2 separate regions of the Mus musculus genome follow, and region 1 is linked to region 2. Evidence: chromatin contacts called from public Hi-C data. All regions are on one chromosome and are shown on one strand. The core of a region is the stretch at or near the end of the contact, and the rest is flanking DNA. Distances in the headings are between cores, read along the strand shown.

Region 1 (2,700 bases), core at 37-2,536, 330 kb before region 2:
CAGCTTAAAACGTTGTTGTTTTAGAAATTTCCACTTAAAATGTTCAAAACAAAACTGACCACAGGGAAACTAAATCCCAGAAAGAAAAGTCACTAAGGAGCAGGGCAGGGTGGGAGGAAGGGGCAGGAAGAAGGGGCTGCAGAACAGATTTTTGCCCTCAGCATCCACCAGTCGCCACCTTTCTAAGATGCTCTAGCTGATGGACAAAAGTTCCTCTGCATGGGCCATGTTTTACTTCTATTGACTTTAGTGGTTTTGTGTGTGTCCTAACATGTCATCCACTTCTCTGTCCTCTTACTTACCCAGCCATTACCACATAAGTACTGTGGTGATACAAAGCCGAATACAATAGTGGATTTTTTTTTTTTGTCACAGTCTTATGAGAGAACAGGCATGGTGTCAGTTTAATTTGGATCATAGCAATGGATACCCCACGGGGTCATTGTGAAGATGAAATGGGTAACACACCCAGACTTCTTGGCACAGTACACCACACCATAACAATAGTCAATCAATTGTTATTTTAATTATATTGCAGTAGATAACTTATAACATATCTTGGACAGGGATCAAACAGGACAATAGCATAGCTTTGTGGCTTCATTTCATACCAGGGGAAGAACTCTCTCGAGTGAGTAGACATTACAGGGGTCTGTAAGTTGGAGCTGCATAAGCATGCAGTGTTTAATTCTTAATGGTCTGGCTGTTGCTCTTGCCCTCAGATAACACTTCTTCCTTCTTCCCCCACCCCCCTGCTGCTATGAAGTTCTATTTTGACCTGCTTCTACTCTCATTAAAAAGTTAACACAAAGGAGTAGCCTACTGATTTTTTTCTATGTTCTTTTTTTTTTTAAATCAAATGAGAAAAGTACAAAACTCAGAATGTCTGTCAGGTGAAGTAAACCACACGGAATACCACTTTCAGCGTTTTGGAGAGCATTTCTTAGGGTATTCCATCATGAATCTCCCTGAAGCTGTGTCTTGCATTTTAGCTTTAAGTAACCGGGTTTATACACCCAATCAGTCCCTCCACAGAAGCACGGAGAAAGCAGATGCGTGGATGCGCGCTGGTTCGGTTGTGTGACCACCAGGTGGTGCTGTTTCTGAATTTATCAACTTCCTGTTCTTGGTGCTTCCCTGAAGAAATAAAGGGGTCCGAACTGCAATCCCCGCCCTATCCCCAGTTCAGGACCTGGGCCTCTCCCGTTCCTCTTGTCTAGGGCTGAAGGTGGATTGGCTTTGTCTTTAATTATAACCTCGGAAGGCGACAGAATCATGCCTGTTTTCTATTGTGGAAGACTGCCTCTGCTCTTAGAGAGTCAGGAGGGGTCTGACTGGTTGCTCCCCATATCCCTACCCTAGAGCTAGATGTGGAGATCTTTGCAGAAGGGGAGAGAGTCCCCCAACCTAAAGTTGTGTGCATATAAGACACAGAATACCTGGTACATCTCAGTGAAGAATAATGTACTTTGAGAGAAAATTAGGAGGGGAAAAATGTATGTTTTAAGAGAGATAAGATGGAAGAAATGCAAAATTTAACTTTAGCTTCAGTAATTGCTGACCGACTTTGTCTTAGCTGGCTGACCCCTCTGGGATTCACTGACCTATGTATTGGGAGTCAGCTTCTGGCTAGTTGGCATGCAAGATTATTTCCTGTTTTCGTTTCCTTGGGTGTGTGGAGGGGACCAGCTGTATGGTCAAACCGTGCCTAGCAATGAGTTCTGATGCACACTGTAGAGGCCTTGGAGATCATGAGTCCAGCACGCTCTGAGCAGGATATAGTCTGGGCCTCTTACCGAGCCACCTGCTTGCCTGCCAGGGCTATTGCAGGCTGTACCCATCCAGCCCATGCATCATTATTAGAGTCCCTTCATTGTGCTAATTGACACAGGATGAAAAATATCCAGCGAAGGAAACATCCAATGTGATTGCATGCATCCAGAGCAGGCTGGCAAATGGGAGAAACCCCTGTAAGCGCCAAGCGAGATTGACAGTGGGCCCAGGGATGTCTTGTAGGGTGAATGTTTCCTGATCCCAAGAGCCTGTTCAGACTGGAGATTGAGCAGAGAGGACAGTGAGGGAGAGAGGCTTGGTGGGGTCCTGTCTGAAGGGGCGGATCCCTGAAGAAACAGGAGAGAGCAAGTGGAGATGGAGAGGAGAGAAAAGGGGACTGATTTGTCACCTCCAAGCAACAGTGAAGATTGTCCCAGCCCACACCTTGCAGTCAGCTGAGTATCTTCTCAATCTGGTGTGATGGTTAGAGGAGACCATGGAAACCTGGGTCCACAGCTGTTCTTGGCTACTGAGGAACAGATTGTTCCCCAGGGGGGCATGCGGCAATGTAGGAAGACGCTTTTGGTTGTCATGGACCGTTTACTGGTGATACTGGTGGCATTGTTCCTCGATGGGGCATCAGGCAGTGGGCACAATAACTGACACTCTGAGTTATTTAGTTAAACCATGTTATTAAGTTGAAGTAGTACATTGTTGGCAACATGGCTCTGATTTGTTTTTTTCCTTTCCCACTAACTTGGCTATTGCAATGTCACTTTGAAGAACCTGTTATCAAGGTGAGGGCTCGATTCTGCATTTGCTACTTTTGCTGTGCTGTTAGCAAAGTGCCTGGAAGAAGTAACTTCACGGAGGGAAGACGTGCTTTGGCTCCTTTTCTTTCTGCAGGCTCAGTCCACCATGGTGGGG
Region 2 (2,700 bases), core at 47-2,546:
TTGAGGGGAAACAAACAAAACCCGAAGCAGCAAACAACAACAAGCAAACAACACTCCTCCTCCCGGGCAGAGCGTGTGTTGTGCTTCCTGTGTCCCCTGAGGACAGGAGCCAGAATAAATCTTTCAGTTGTTGTTTTCAGGCTCTTGTCACATCAACACAAAAGTAACTAACATAGCACCCTTGGGGACTGAGACCTGTGCCTGAGCCACCCATGGTAGGCAGCAAAGAGGTGTTGCCTTTGTGCCTTCAGAATGGCACTAATTGTGTTTATCTTCGGGAGACAGGAGAAAGCAGGCAACTTTCTAAAACCGAGTACGAGGTAGGGAATTGGCTCAGTGGAAAAGGGCAGCGAGCATGAAGGTCTGATTTCAGATCTCCAGAACTCCCGTAAAAAGCCAAGCACCGTTGTGTACAACCCCAGGGTGGAGGGTTGGGCAGAGAGAGAAAGATCGCTTGGCCGTCTAAGCCCAGGCTCAGTGAAAGACTCTGTAAAATAAGGCATAAGGCAGAGAAAGCAGGGCATCCGGTGTCCCCCAACAGGCACACACATAACACACACACACACTCAGACTTGTTCACATGCACACACTCAGATACACCTGTGCGCTCACACCTACACAGCCCACTCACGTGCATACACAAATGCCCATACACTAAATAAACAAAGGGAGACTCTGCCATCCTGCCCGTTGTCTTCCGACTTTGGTGGCGGGAAAGGTCCCCCGAGACAGGCGGTTGGCAACCTTCCAGTCACTCAGGCCTGTTTCTAAGTTGAGGTACATAGCACTCAGAGGTGAGCTATTAATTTGTGCTTTGTGACTCAGCCTCAATCTTGATTTAGGGCAACGGAAACTCTCCTCAAAATTGTGAAGAACAAATTAGTTTACTAATTTTGCCATTAAGAGCTGATCAGTGGGACACAGTTCCCACCGTCCTGTAATCAATCACCATTTTCCATGTTTATCTCCTATTCAATCTTTACTGTAGGGTTCTATACACATCAATTTGTCCCAATGCTCTTCCTACATATGTTTTAAATTACTTTATCATTGTATAAATTTCACAGCCATTAAAAAAGCTCTAATACTGGAGTGGCTGACATGGTGTTAAAAATTGGATTAAATTCCACAGGGTAATAAATTGTGACCTAAATCCAATCTCTCATGGGTGACTGAAGGATACAATGAAAAATTATTGCTTTGTCATGTCACACAAATGCAAATACGCTGAGCGACCAGAAAGTGACAGAGAAATGGGGCAGCCATAAGTCTGTTCCTTATCTAAAGCGACCGGCTAACTTTGAAGACCAGTCAGGGGGTCTCCGGTGGGATCGCCCCCCACCCCCACCCCCACCCTGGCCATCAGCAAGTGAATGGCCTGATGGGGTGAGCCTCTTGCAGCAGCTGGAAGGCACCACAGGCAGAACACTGCACAAGCTTCCGGCTTTTGTAGGTAGCAGAGCACATGACTAAGCCTCTGGCCATAGAACCCCTCGCCACTGAATCCTGACTCTGCCACTTGCTAACTGTGTGACTGTGGCCAGTTGTCTCTCTCCATGTGCCCTAATTTCCTGGATAACAGAGTTGGCAGGAGGAGCCACTGGGTTAACATAACTCACTTGCTAAGTATCATTCCTGGCAATCAGCCATCCCTGGAGCACTGCTAAGTGTGATCACAGGGTTCTGGACCCCTTGTGCATGAAGTTTGTGACCAGAAAGGCTCAGATTTCAGGGGTTTTTATATTTGAATTTTTTTTCCTAAACATAATGAGACAGTTTGTAGATGGGATTCAAGTCTAAACATGAAATTTATGCATAATTATTTACACTGTATGTATAATTTACACATATGCGTGAAGGTAATTTTATATGCTATTTTGAGAGTACCTGTTTTTGAATGCTGTCTCACAATGGGTCAAATTTGGCACGTTCCTCTTGGGAAGTGGGGTTGGTTATGCTCAGAATTAGGCAGACCTGAGCACCATGGCTCACACTGCAAGCTCAGCACTTAGGAAACCGAAACAGAAGAATCACAGGGCTTCAGGCCAGCCAGGGCTACAAAGTAATACCTTGTCTAAAAAAAAACAAAAACAAAAACAAAAAACAAAAACCAAAAAACCAAAAAACCAAAAAACCAAAAAACCAAAAAAACCAAAAAACAAATGTTGTATCTTGGAACATTTCAGATTTTGAATTTTTGGATTCGGTCTGCTCAATTTACGTCTATCTATTTGTTTAAGGACAAGAATTTATGTTGCTCAGACTTGTTTCAAACTCACCATGTATCCAAGGATGGCCATGAACTTCTGTCTTCGTACCTCCACTTCTGGAGTGCTGGAATTATAGGCCTGCTCCACCTTACCTAGTCTATTCAGTGCTAGGGCATGCTAGGTAAAGTATCGTACCCTTTGAGCTACTCCTCAGCCCCCTAGACTGTCTTATTTGAATTGCCATCCTAAGCAAAGCTAAGGCTTTCCCAAAGGTTCTGCTGCAGACCCAGATCTGCCAGCCCTTCCTGAAAGCTTCCAAAACCCAGCAACCACCAATCAAGGAATTGATCCTTATTGGGCCTGCAGGTGCAGGCCTGTTTTCCTGGTTATCAGAGTCTGGTTCTATGTATTTGACAATAGCCGGCTTCTCCTAGAACAGAAACTCTATGAAGGCAGCTATCTCCAACTGCCTTGTTCATGCATCTCATTC

Evidence for each region. A called contact is a pair of places that touch in the nucleus more often than the background predicts.
Region 1: a contact with region 2 is called in a Hi-C map of the N1E-115 cell line, with 6 times the contacts expected there. The contact joins two enhancer-like sites. A contact is called at or near these places in 13 of 484 Hi-C or Micro-C datasets (B cells, CD8 T cells, the HPC-7 cell line and 9 more) and 1 of 115 datasets of contacts at active chromatin or transcription factors (astrocytes).

The regions. Positions count from the first base shown.
Region 1 is chr7:117,881,402-117,884,101 of GRCm38.p6, reverse strand. No RefSeq gene overlaps it. Among named protein-coding and RNA genes, the nearest start is that of Gm34822, 31 kb to the right of the region's middle. Within about 2 kb of position 1,286, at least 4 of the 459 cell types and tissues checked have an H3K27ac peak or open chromatin away from gene starts, as enhancers often do. A contact at or near this core is called in the N1E-115 cell line, where this site is marked.
Region 2 is chr7:117,554,772-117,557,471 of GRCm38.p6, reverse strand. All of the region lies in intron 3 of Xylt1 (xylosyltransferase 1), which reads right to left. Among named protein-coding and RNA genes, the nearest start is that of Xylt1, 180 kb to the right of the region's middle. Within about 2 kb of position 1,296, at least 10 of the 459 cell types and tissues checked have an H3K27ac peak or open chromatin away from gene starts, as enhancers often do. A contact at or near this core is called in the N1E-115 cell line, where this site is marked.